2 separate regions of the Bactrocera dorsalis genome follow, and region 1 is linked to region 2. A link is a contact called in public Hi-C data. All regions are on one chromosome and are shown on one strand. The core of a region is the stretch at or near the end of the contact, and the rest is flanking DNA. Distances in the headings are between cores, read along the strand shown. Region 1 overlaps LOC105225707 (zinc finger protein 2). Region 2 holds the start of LOC105225707 (zinc finger protein 2).

What was found. A called contact is a pair of places that touch in the nucleus more often than the background predicts.
Region 1: a contact with region 2 is called in a Hi-C map of whole body, with 7 times the contacts expected there. The contact joins the enhancer-like site here to the promoter of LOC105225707 in region 2. A contact is called at or near these places in 2 of 2 Hi-C or Micro-C datasets (both in whole body).

The regions. Positions count from the first base shown.
Region 1 is chr6:25,582,883-25,589,683 of ASM2337382v1, reverse strand. All of the region lies in intron 2 of LOC105225707 (zinc finger protein 2), which reads right to left. Among protein-coding and RNA genes, the nearest start is that of LOC105225707, 35 kb to the right of the region's middle. Within about 2 kb of position 1,518, the one cell type or tissue checked has open chromatin away from gene starts, as enhancers often do.
Region 2 is chr6:25,548,736-25,555,518 of ASM2337382v1, reverse strand. LOC105225707 (zinc finger protein 2) reads right to left here and starts at 3,745. Exons shown (of 14, transcript XM_049459971.1): 1 at 129-3,745.

The sequences.
Region 1 (6,801 bases), core at 269-2,768, 36 kb before region 2:
TCGATATAAAAACTTTATCGGTTTTGGATGTACCAGAAACCAATTTTAACAGTAACACAGTAAGTAGATAGTTTGTGAAAGATTTGAAATTAACTTTATTTCTCTATGGTAAACATAAGAATAGCACAACAATTGCCATAATAATTAAGTTAATGAAAAATCCATATATTTGAAAAGAATTTACAAAACATCTCTATTCTGTCAATAATGTGATACAAATCTGTAACGTAAGCATACAAGCAAATGCAAGCTAAATTTCACTTATAATTCTGCTTGGGGCATCAACTGTACTGTAGTGATCTCATAATATTTTAGTTGCTTTCTTCCTCTTATAAAATAAAAACTAAATTGCGATAACTCATTGTAAACTTGAATAGACTTTATACAGTATTTAAATTTTTCCAAATGCTTTGCTATTTATTTATTTGCAAGTTTTGTCACAATAAGAAACAGCTGATTTGAATATTGATTTTGCCTATGTTCGAAAATACGAAATTCCGATCGCATTCTATGAGACCATTGAAAACGAGAACTGGTTTGCAATTCTGACAACTAAGCAAATCTGTCATGGTTTTCATAACACCCCTGATTATATCTGTTATGCTTACATAAAAAACGTGCCTATCTATAAAGGGACGTATGATTTTAAGTCTACGAAATTAAATGAAGTTATCCTTTAATACAGTAGAGGCCCGCTAATCCGGACACGGCCTAATCCGGATTCCACTGTAATCCGGACAGGGTTAAAAAATTAAAATTTTCTATTATGTCCCTTGTAATCCGGACCGACATTCTCTATCCGTATTCTCTACTCCGGATCACATGTTTATTATTCACTACATTCGCTTCTTAGAACGCTACGGCAGCGAGCAATGGAGGCTAAACAAAAAAGCGTTCGCCAAACAAAATTAACCGTTTTTTTCAATTAAATTTAGAATTTATATTACACCGCTTAATACATACAAATTTCTAACGTTGATTTTCAATAGATTGTTTTAAGTTTTTTTTGGAATACTTATGTGTATTATTTTGTTATAATAAACAAACAGAAATTTATAAATATTTTTTCTTAATACATAGTTCTGATATGTCTTTGGTAATCCGGATTCCCTTATATTCCGGATAGGGGCCGGTTTTAATTGATCCGGATTAGCGGGCCTCTACTGTATATACATATATGTATGTAGCATATAGGTATATTTACATTGCAAATTTGTTTGTTACATAGTAAATAGTCTGTCTACAACCACTACGCCACTTTTCTGTTCTCCACATACATATTTAGCCAATCCAATAATTGCATTTAATTAGTTATCGTTGGCTATGCTTTGTCTTACACGTTTTTGAGTGTAGTTGCGCTTAGTACATTGTTTCTGAGTTGCTTTGTTTTAACTCATGGGGTAAAACAAGAGAGCAAATGAACTTTGTGTTAACCAAGCATTATTATACACTTGCTATGATTATATACGTTAACCCTAGTATAACCAACCATTTACACCTCTCAAAGTTTGCTTGTGACGCTTCTCTTTCCAGTTTCATTCTCCAAGTGTGTTTGACTCTTCACTCTACTCGATCTGATTCGACGATGTTTATTTGTTGCTGTTTATCGTCCGCCTGCTCCATTGTAGTACAGCATGGATGTCAACATATAAATATACGTTTCTCTTATTTATAAATAGCGTGTAGTATATACAGCTTTGATGCAGTACAATATATGTATACGTATATGTTTGCTATTGTGTTGAGGATAACATGGGTGTGTATTTGATAGAAATGCGTCTTTATGTATTGATATTTGTATAGATATTTATATTCATTCAAACATTCGTGCATGAATTTATGTATGTATAGAGAGCACTTGTTCTTTATACGAATGCGTTTGACTTTGTTTTAACGATTATTGCGTACGGCTGCAAGTGTGACGGTATGCTATCAAACGCTTTGCCGGGGGCTTTTTACAACCAATTAGAAAAAAGCATGCGGGCGCTAATTAACCACCTATCCAGTTTTTTAATTAACCAATAATAAGACTGCAATACAAATGAGTGTTTTAAGATAACATTTAGATAAAAACAGTAATTTTTTGGACGGGTAAATATTATACTAGGAAAAGAGAAATCGCAGGAAAATAGCGACAAAGCTTCCATGTGCACGTTAATTGTAACTATATTATTATATTATATAGGTATATATATAGGTATGTATATGAAAGTATGCACACGGATGTATGTACATACATACATAAATATAGTGATATTAAATTTATATTATAGAACGGAGTTGAAATTTGTTCTTGTGTACGCGAATATTATTCCTATTTACAGTGGACCAATAAAATTTACATACACCTAGTTCTATTAAATTACGATACGTTTATTTGTTATAAAATGAATAAATCGGCTGTTAATAGCAGGTATTTCTATTTACCACAGGATAACGACCCAAAACACACAACTTATCGTATTCGTGACTAGTTGTAATGGAATTAAAAATAAATCAATAGGTCCCGCAATTATCATACATTAATTCTATTCAAATTATCTGGAACTTTTTGAAAACCCTTATTCGAAAACATCGAATTTAATCAAAATAAGGCCAAAAAGCTGGATCATGGACTTAGTGGGTCAAAATATCCGGAAATAATACTAGAAATTGAGTGGGGAGTATACAACAAAATTTAGGCCAAAAACCGCTAAAACTATTGTAATTACTTTTGATTTATGTAAATAATCATTAGTGTACGTAAACTTTTTTGATATAAATTATGCCCATGCATTAGCATTAATTTTTTTTATTTGTGTAAAAAAAAAATATTTTGATATGCTAAATTTAATGTTAAATATACATCTTTTGAAATGGATAGAAAAAAGCCACAAAATTTATTCATTTTATAACAAATAAACGTGTCGTAATTTAATAGAACTAGATGTATGCAGACTTTATTGGTCCACTGTATGTACATATGTATGTTCATGTGAATGCATGTATTAGAACAACCAATAAGGAGTAACTTAGGTGCCAAGTTTGCACCTCTGTCGTCTTTTTATTCAGACCGCGTTGCAAGTATAGTTACACACACTCCTGCGACTTTTTTTTATATACTGTATAAGTGCAGTTACTTGCCGGCAGAATCCTATTTGTAACGTTAGATAGGGCGTATCATTGAAATGAGTGGTAAGACATATGCTCAATATCAGGTATAGTCCGACTGCAAAAATTTTTATAAGCAACTAAAATATGTATATGTATGTATTTACTTAAATTAATTTAAACTAAAAATATTGGAAAAACTTTAAAATACCGTCTCAGGATTTCGGAAATAAAATGGGTATGGTCGGGTAGAGGAGGTTCTCGGGATCAAGAATATACATATGTATGTATATGTTAGCACGACACATATTAACAAATGTTAAGACAAGCATACTATTACACCATAATAAAGTCGCTGACGTTGCGGCACGTGTAACTCCAGACTATGGGAACGGACGGTCAGCAACACAAATCTAGCCAAACGGTGGGAACCACAGAATCAGCACTTTTGGTCACGTAGCAGTAGCGACAGATTTAGGGCTAGCATTAAGAATGATAAAATGTAAAGTTTAGTTTTTAGTTGGAGTTGAAGGAATAAAGGAGTATAGCTCCCGAAAATATGTTTTTTTAAATCAACCGTTTGTGTTTGACTAACTGGCGCCCGAGCAAGGACCACCGTGTCGTAAAGTAAATAACCTAAAAACCAAGAAGTAAGGTTTCGCGAATGCCGTAACAAATAATATAACAGCCCGAAAATCAAAAAGTACGGCTCCGCGAGTTTGCGAAAAGTGAAAAAGGTCTGAACAGCAAAAGTAAGACCCTACGGGGGATAAGAAAAAGGCGAGCGGATACTTAGCGACAAGGAGGACTGACCGATAATAACGTCTAAGGACCCCAGTAGAGCAGGAAAAGGATCATCTGGAAATGTTTAACAACTCAGAGCCCCAGCGCTGGACATGATTAGTTTATTGTAAGTTTATCCTTAATATCTCTTTGTAATTGTGAATGATTGTGAAAAGAATAACGTACAAAAATGATTTAAGCATTGTGAAATCAAAATATACTGTACCAACATAAAAATATAGTAAGATATTGATTAATGGAATAATTCCAAATTTTAAACTACTAATTTTTTAAAAATTTACATTGTGCTAAGTTATTAAAACTAAAGCAAGCGGAAATCTTCCCGCAGTGAGAATGTTGATTGTAAAATTCTATTGAAAAGAAAATTATTATTTTTTTAGAAATCGAAAAGAAAATATTGTTTATAAATTTTATTGAAAACAAAGTTATTGATATTAAAGAAATCGGCTACCTGGTCAAATGCCTAAGAGAATTTTCCGGACGTCCTGGAGAATTCAATTCTTGGCGCAAATCCGTAGACAGAATTCTAGAAGTTTACAAAAACTTCCAGGACACCCCAAGATACTTCGGAATCCTACATACTATACGGCATAAGATTGTCGGCGATGCCGATACGGCCCTGGAGTCTTATCGAACTCCACTGGACTGGACACAAATTAAAAAATGTCTGATGCTTCATTACTCAGACAAACGAGACATCGGTACCCTCGAGTACCAACTGACAACACTGGCTCAGCGCCAGGATGATATTCCCACTTTTTACCAAAAGGTTTATAAGCATTTCTCCCTGATACTAGATAAAATCGCTTGTCTCGATATGAACGAAGAATCTATCAAAACTATCACACATACTTATCAGAGACCTGCATTGAGTATGATCGATCCGGTTTGATCAGCTACGCTCAAAACGGTCAAACTCAGCACAGCGGTTCGCTACAAAATTATTCGATCGAGTTTCATGCTCGAAACGAAGGAGTTCGATCAGTTGATTTGATTGCTCTGCTTACTGATTGAAACTGATTGGTTGGTTCCGGTATGATGATTGGAAATGATTGTACAGAAAAGGACGATCAAGTCCAACGATGCACGAAAACTCAGACATCGATCTACTGTGCGTTTGAATTGATTGTGATTGAACCAATCAGATCGAGAATTGCCCTGCGAATATGTATATATGTATGTGCATAATTTGTATGTACATATGTACATATTTGTGTGTTTTTTTACGGAAACATGTTGCGATGCATAAAATTAACCAAAACATTACTGCATATATTTCTTAATTTTTAACGCCTAAAACTAAAATTCAATTAATGCTTAAAATATTAAGGAACACAAATTTCAAATTTTTATCACTTCTTCATTGAGATCAACAAAAACTTAAAATTAAAAGAAGGTAATAAACTTGGTTTCTTAATCGCTAAAACTTAAAAAAAATGAATTTAAAAACAATAAATTATCAACTGAACATGGTCCGAGCCTAATTCTTTTTTCAGTTATAATATTTCCAGCTAAAGAAAAAGAACGCTCAGCGACTGCGCTGCTGGCAGAAACCACCCGGTATGACCAAACGGTATGATTGTGATCGAGCTGAATGCAAGCAGCATTCTCGAACATTCTTTGCTGCTCACACAAGGCGTTCGATCGAAAAAATCATTACGAAACAAGTAACAGTGATTGAAACTGATTGTTCGCTTTGATCACGCTCGCTTACGATCATTCATTTTTGTTGAAGCAAAGTTTTCCGTCACAAAAAATCTGAGTCAATGATCGGGTATGATTGAAAAAATTGTGATCGTTGCAGCTCTCTGATACTTATCGAGAAAAAGCCCTGGATACATTTATTCGCGGACTTAATGGAGACCTTCCAAAAAAAATTAGAAAATATGACGTTCAGAATGCATCATGCACATAACGTGCAAAAACCCAGCCATCCACCACCGCGACCTCCTCGACAGAACATGACATTTAACCACAACAGGCCCTTTTATCCCGAGCTTACATATTTCTCTGGATCTAGGCAGAATCCCGGACTAAGGACAAACTCCTTCAATCGACCATTGAATCACTACCCACAAATCGCACCTCAAAATTACCGCCCTCAACAACAAACTGCTTTACCGAACAATTATAACTATAATAGATATAATCATCCCCAAAATAACCAAGGGTTCCGGCCGAATGCTCCTGGATTTGGTAACCAACCAAACTGTTATAATAATAATAGACCCAATCTACCTCAAAAACCGCGCATACTAATGGATGTAGATGGATCTATACAGTCCAGAAATGTCAACTACCAAAACCAGCCCAATACCAACCAAAATAATTACAATGCACAGAAGCGACCACTTTCTGCACAACAAGTCCACTCACCGAATAAAATACAAAGAAATTTTTATGCGGATACCGAACCAGCAGTTAGCAACTACCAAATACCAGCAGATCCCAACCAAATTTTTGAAAGTAGTACCTACCCTAACGAATACATAGAAGGAAACGAACCAAATCAACTAACGGAAGGAAATATTAATTTCATTAATAATAACGAACAGCAACAGGACGATCAAGACTATTACGAACCCGATACGACCCATTTTTTAGACTAACGCCGTCCTCACTACCTTATTACGAATTCGTGACAAGGAGTGGAGACGCTCTAGATTTTCTCATAGATACAGGATCTAACAAAAATTATATACAATCTACTAGGATCAGGAATCTTATACCAAATGAAAAATCGTTTAAAGTCAATTCAGTGGCTGGATCCATAGAAATTGCGCACCACACCTTTATAGACATATTTGGACCCCACGTAGTGAAGATCATCATCATCTTGCCTACATTAAAATCATTCCACGGGATAGTTGGCAATGATACTTTAAGGCAATTACAAGCCACCATCCA
Region 2 (6,783 bases), core at 2,496-4,995:
AAAATCGACTCTGCTCGTCATGCTGATCATATGTGTATATAATATATAATATTAAAGAAAGGCCATAATTTAAAAAAATTTTTTTTAATACGATTTATTATAAATTAATATTAAACATGAGCACTCACTAGCGATCTATCAATTCTCAACATGGATCAGCATCCAAATATCACAATGAATATTTAACATGAGCATGTGCCAATGAGAGAGGTGTCAGATCACAGCGCATGCTAAATTGAATTGCGGCTTCGAAATTAATAATTTTTCTTAGTAGTAATCAAAATAAATTTCGCGTTAAGCACAATTTGAAATTTCTTTATAATTTTTCCTGTCACCGCAAAATGAGTAATTTCGTATATTTTAATGTGAAATTTATAAACGAACACAATTTTTTTAATGTACATATATATTGGTATTTTATTATATATTTTATTAGAAATATTTTTACTTTGTTGTATTGGTTTAACTATACGAAGTACACAGTTTCCGTCGCTAATTTTCTATTCATTGAAGCTTGATTGCTTGCATTTTAAATCTTCGTTATGTGTTTTTAATTGATGTCACAGCACAAATCTGTAACAAAATTTATTATTTTACTAACCCAATATTTATTAGATAACATAGTAAATAGTATTTTTGTGATAACAGTAACGTATTTTAGGTAAGTTTTTTTTTAAACAGCACATCGTGAGACAGCTCAACTAATTTTAATTTTTTTATAATGTATCATTTAGTTATTACTCATTTATTTAGAACATACCACGGACACAAATTTAGGATAGTTACTTTTGTATTGTTGATTATGTTGCAAATAGGTAGTATTCACCGTGGACTTTTACGTAATTAACTCACTTAAACTGACATACACCACGTATTTCTTGATGAAACTCGAAAAGATTAATTTAAGTATACTGAGCGATTTTCAGAAACTCTTTAGAAGCGCGGTTTATTGCGGAAAATGGCTGCATTTATATTAATGCTAAATCACCAAATTTTGTTTCCCGACTCCAACCAACATTACGTATGATGTAAATATGGCATGCCATTTGGCAAATAAGTAAATATGCACTGCAAAATGTTGTAGGATATTTGCGCATACATATTGCATATATTCATGTGCATACGTGTGTATCCTACAAATATGTTTTTGCATATGCACAAATATTTCCTTAGATTGTGCATTTTATTAAGGGTTGAAAGCTGAAATTCACGATTATAACTAACGACTTTTATTTGTATCTGTTTTTTGTTTCAATGTGCTCATTTTATACGGTGTGCAAAAAAGTTTGCTTCAGGAAATCTTCATTTCCAATAGCAGAAGGGTTGGAAAGTAAAATTAGCATGTATGTAAGTGTAAAGATGTGGATTCACGCGTACATTCTTTCATAAGCTATCAAATAATAAAAATGTATATACATACATATGTACTGTATGTATGTAAACACATATTTATTTGATGACAGATGGGGTGAAAGCTTATACATTGTATATTACAAAGGTCAACAAACAATGATTTTAAGCTGGCGCTGCAAACATATAATTTATATTTAAGAACAGAATCTGTAGCTTGTTACAGAGTGCAACATGGTAAAATAATTAGTGCAATAGGGTTTATTAAAGAAAAAAAATTATAACTTAATTTATATTTTTCCCTTAAAGTTATATAATATATACTCGCATGTCAATGATTTAGAATTGATATAATTACATTCAATAACCGCTTCGATATCTAAAAACAAATGTACATATGTATATACTACGTATACTAACGCAATGATTTAAAGTTTAGGAATAGTTTATAAATGCATAATTAACACTACACCTAAATAAAAAAAATAATAATAATAAAAGTATAAAAACAACTGCTTCACTGACACGATTAAGACCTGGTACAATAGTTGTATATTTCCTAAGTTAATGAAAACGTGATTGAAATCGGTACGCGGTAACACAAGCAATCACAACTCAACTGTAAAATTCCCGTCGAAACAGTACTTCGTAAATGTAAGTTTGTACGATTTTTTCCAAGTATTTCACATTTTTTTGAAGTAGTAAAAATAAGGACAAGACGAGTTAAAAAATAATGATATCCGGCTGGCACAATAATGGTCACTTAAATATTTTTGTTATATGTTTTATTCATTTCATATTGAATTGAATTCTGTTATTATTGCTAATTTTACCGATTTAACCAGTTCTGATTTTAATGTAGTTGAGGCATTTATCTAATTATTAATATCTCACAAACTGGTCAATAGCATAACACATTTTATATTATATTTGCCGGTGAACCATAATAAGCCAGGACTGACAAAGCGTTTTCTTTATTGTACAAGTATTACATTGTACCACCGTAATGCATATATTGTTTATATTGTAGTAAAGCATTGGCTTATTGTTTATAATAGTTGCGAGTAACTTTTGGTGTGTATATTTTAGTAGTTGGAACAATAAAAAGTAACGGCGGTATTATCTGCGCATTCTTCAACGTAAATTCTTAACTTTTTATGTATTTAGGGTTAAAGCCTATTTATTTTTTTTTTTAACTTTATTTCACATTCTTATTTACAGAATTTTTTATGGATATATATTTGTATGTGTTAAACATTACAACACATTTTTGGTTTGTGTTATAAAAACACAACTTTCATTTTATTTAAAACAATAAAGGTAGACATATTTTAACTATCAGCGAGCGAGCACTGTACTGTATATATTCGCACAATCAAATATAAAACGTGAGAAATTTGCCTCGTTAAGATATACTAACAACAACTAAAAAATCGACACTTCACCACGCAGCGTCAATTTGTTACTATTCCTCCAAACAGTGGAAATATTTTTTTGGTAGCATTTGATGATGATGTGTCGGCTAGCCGTAACCATAAAAGCCGTATATATTCCGTACAAGCAATTTACACTCCGCGCAATGCATAAGACACCGGAATATCGGTCGCAAAAGCAATATAAAGGAAACAAAAGGAGAGTAAAATAACAATGCATATCAAAGAGAGTAATGAGCGAAAGCAACTTTGAGAGTACAAAAAGTGGTGAACAGAACAGTAAAAATAATGTTCCAAATGAGCGAGTGAGTAAATGAGAAAATGAGTGAACGGAAGTGTATGAACATACATATGTATATAAGTGACTTGGAGCCACCCAAAGAAATGAGTATATTTTATTGAGGGAGTTGAATGTGCGTAGTGCTCATAGTTTTTAAGGTGCTCTATGATGTTTCGTAGGAAATAAATAAATATGCATTTGCCTGTACGAGTATGTACATATGTATGTATGCAGCATTATATTTTTTAATGGTGTGTGCATTTGATTTAGTAGTTAGAAAAGTATCACAGGTAACTGACACAAGAGACAATTTTCAGTTTATACTACAATAGGGGAAAAAGTAACATATTAGCGACGAACTCAACGTTAAATTACGACATGCACAAGAAAGGAATACCCACATAATTCATTTTATTGATGTAGACCTGTGTCTACTTAACAATCTTAATCATCTTTGTTTGATTTTTTAAACACTTTTTTATAAATTTTGTCTGTAGCATGTGAGCAACTCTCTACTAGTAGTAGAACTTTTTTTATGTATAAGACACATATGTATGTACATATATACATACATACATACATACATACATATGTATGTATAGACATGCATATGAAAGAACATTTTATGTCAACCGACTTTTAATAACGTGTCGTATAAATTAGGTCAATCCGAAATCTATGAAAGAAAACCCAAGTTTACCCAATTTTTTTAAGCTGCAGTCTAGCAAGTACGCTGTATTGAATAATAATAATATAATAGTAATTTTAATGTCTTAAAAACGGTGGATAATATAAATATGCCGAAATATACCATTTTTTATAGACAACTGGTTTATTTGTTGTTAGTTAGAGGTCATTTAGTTTAAAAATTATTTGTTGTATTACTTTAAATTTTCATCGATTTTTGAAGATTCTGACTAGTCTTACCCCGTAAGCTACCAACGTACAAAACAATTTCAACAAAACTATTAGTTGCACAATTAAGTTTTCGCTGTTTGTCAATAAATGGCTCCAGCAGTTATTGGTGATCGATTTTGATTTATTCAAAACGTCATAAACTTAACCTAGCCATTTGAAAAAGAAACTGCTATTCCACATTAGTGACTTTGTTTATGTGTCATATATTTTTGGTTGTGCGAACATGCCCGATTTTTTTTTGTCAAATAATATTCATTTACGGAAAGTGTTGATCAGCGGCTGAAGCACATCGATAATTCCAAAACGTTCTCGGAGGTGCCACCCCAAGTGAAGCAAGGTGATGTGATTTGCTTCGTCGATTCAAAGAAGGGGATTTCAATTTTAACTGAAGGCCAAAAACCAGGAAGATGGTGAATTGGAGACGTTGTTCGAAGAGGATCTATGTCAAATGCAAGAAGAGCTTTCTGCAGCATCGGCAAGCTATTGCAAAGTGACTACATGGGCTGGCAATGATTTAGAAACCAATACTAAGCCAGACATGAAAAAGTGATTCTGTAGCAGAACAACGCTAGGCCGCACGTTGCCCAACCTGTTAAAACCCACCTGGAAACGATTAAATGGGAAGTATTCCCCAGATATCGCACCGTTCGATTTTAGATCTCTAAAATTAAATTTATTATAGCCCGAAATATGCATTATGTTTTTCACTTAATTATATCTCATAATAACTTTAATGTGATTAGTTGCTACACAATCTGAATACGGATCGGATCTTTCGAGTTTCGTTTTTCTATTATAAATAACGACTGTTTTTGGTAATACAGTTTTGTTTATAGGCTGTATACATACGAGTATCTGTCTCTTGATTTGACATTGATTGTCAATTACTCTTGCAAATACTAACATTTACATTTAATTTTTAATTCCAAATACAGAAAGAAATAAAAGAATTAAAATAAGACATTGTTTTAGAAAAAAACAAATTTTCAATTCCTATTTATTTGCTGTTCGAAAAATTTAAAATTTTATTTTTTAATTTCAAAGAAAGAGTTTTGAATTAGGAAAATGGCAACCTTGATTACAAATATTGATAAATTTATATAAGTTGCTTATTATATCATTTATAAGTAAAAGAATAAAGCACCTTTTTGTCTTTTACTTGAATATTGCCTAGTCTAGTTTCATTTTCTTTTCCTAACAAAATATCAAAAAAAAAAAAAACAATATAAAGTTTATTATACAGATTATTATAATAAATTATGGTTGTTATACAAATGCATACTTATGGGAGGATGATAGTCCATCTGTCATACACTTGAATGGTATGCAAATATTGCATACGAAATAACTAAACTTTCAAAAGTCACAACCTACCTGTTGCTAATGCGCACTGCGCACAAACAAAGTATACATATTTACTAATTACTGTAGAAATACATAAAACTGCGAACCAATTAAAACGCTAGCTCTATAAGCGGCTACATACATAAGCATGCACTCAAACGAAAAAGCTGAGAAAATGGGGCGGGATTGTAACGATACATGGGGAGGCTGCAGCATATACACAACTATCCGAAACCATCAACCAACAACGAATCAACTGCACCCCAGTTATTTACTTAATCAGACAACCCACCTATCCATTTGCTGTTCATTAAAGTGTTCTTTTTCCATTGTTAATACCACTTTTCCCCATACGTTCATGGGGAAACGTGCTCTCTTTTTAATCAAAAACCAAGCATAAACATATGTATGGATACATGCATGCACACATACCTAATTTCACAAGTGTGTATAAAGTTAAATTTCTACAAACATGTACTACATGTATAAGTACGTATGCATATACGACAAAATCTTGCATATAAGGATAAAAATGTTTAATTTTTTTTTGCAACTATTACCATTTAAATATTAGTTTTTTGTGTGACGAAATTTGTCAACCGGATCAATCATCATAATTTCTTTTCTTTCTAAACGACATTTTGCAAAAAAAAACACATCTTGAATAAATTATGCCCATCACAAAGGCCCTTCAGTATCATACTCGTATATGAAGTGAAATGTAAAGTTATGACCGTGTTTTGGGAAGTAGGCGGGATTATCAACCGAGTTCCAGCGTTCGCGGAGGATTTACCTGGTAGTATTAAGTATTAAGTATTTAAGTATTAGTCATCAACCGAACAACTCCGTCAATTAAATGTAATCATCTGAAAATTTGGCTAAAACTAAGAATAAATTATTTGTTGCCCCTTTTCAAATACATACATATGTATATGTGCATAAATACAAATACAGTACATAAAATAATAGCATTTTTAAGTCATAAGCTAACTTTAAATTAGATTATTAGACTATTGTAATCAATACAAGTTTAACTGAATAAATACAGGTGTTCAAATAACCCAAAACAGAATTCAAAAAACTCACACACGGAGAAACAAGATCTAAGTAAAAATTAAACAATCATTTGCTGTCACGGAAATAATAAAAAGTTGTGCATACATAAATATCCCCTGATTAGTAATATACACTCTTACGCACATACTTAAAGACGGTTATGACAAAAGTATAAGCATACAGTAGGTTCTAACATAAGTATATATGGGTTTAAATTGTACAGTGTATGAGAATGCATACGATGTTTATAAAAAAAACCAAGAGCGTTGCTTTGGAGAATAATCTGTTCTAAATTTCGTGAAAATATCTTTCAAATAAAAAAGTTTTCCATGCAAGGGCTGTATTTGAATCATTCAGTTTGTATGGCAACTATATTTATACCGTAAGCGATATCTCAATAAC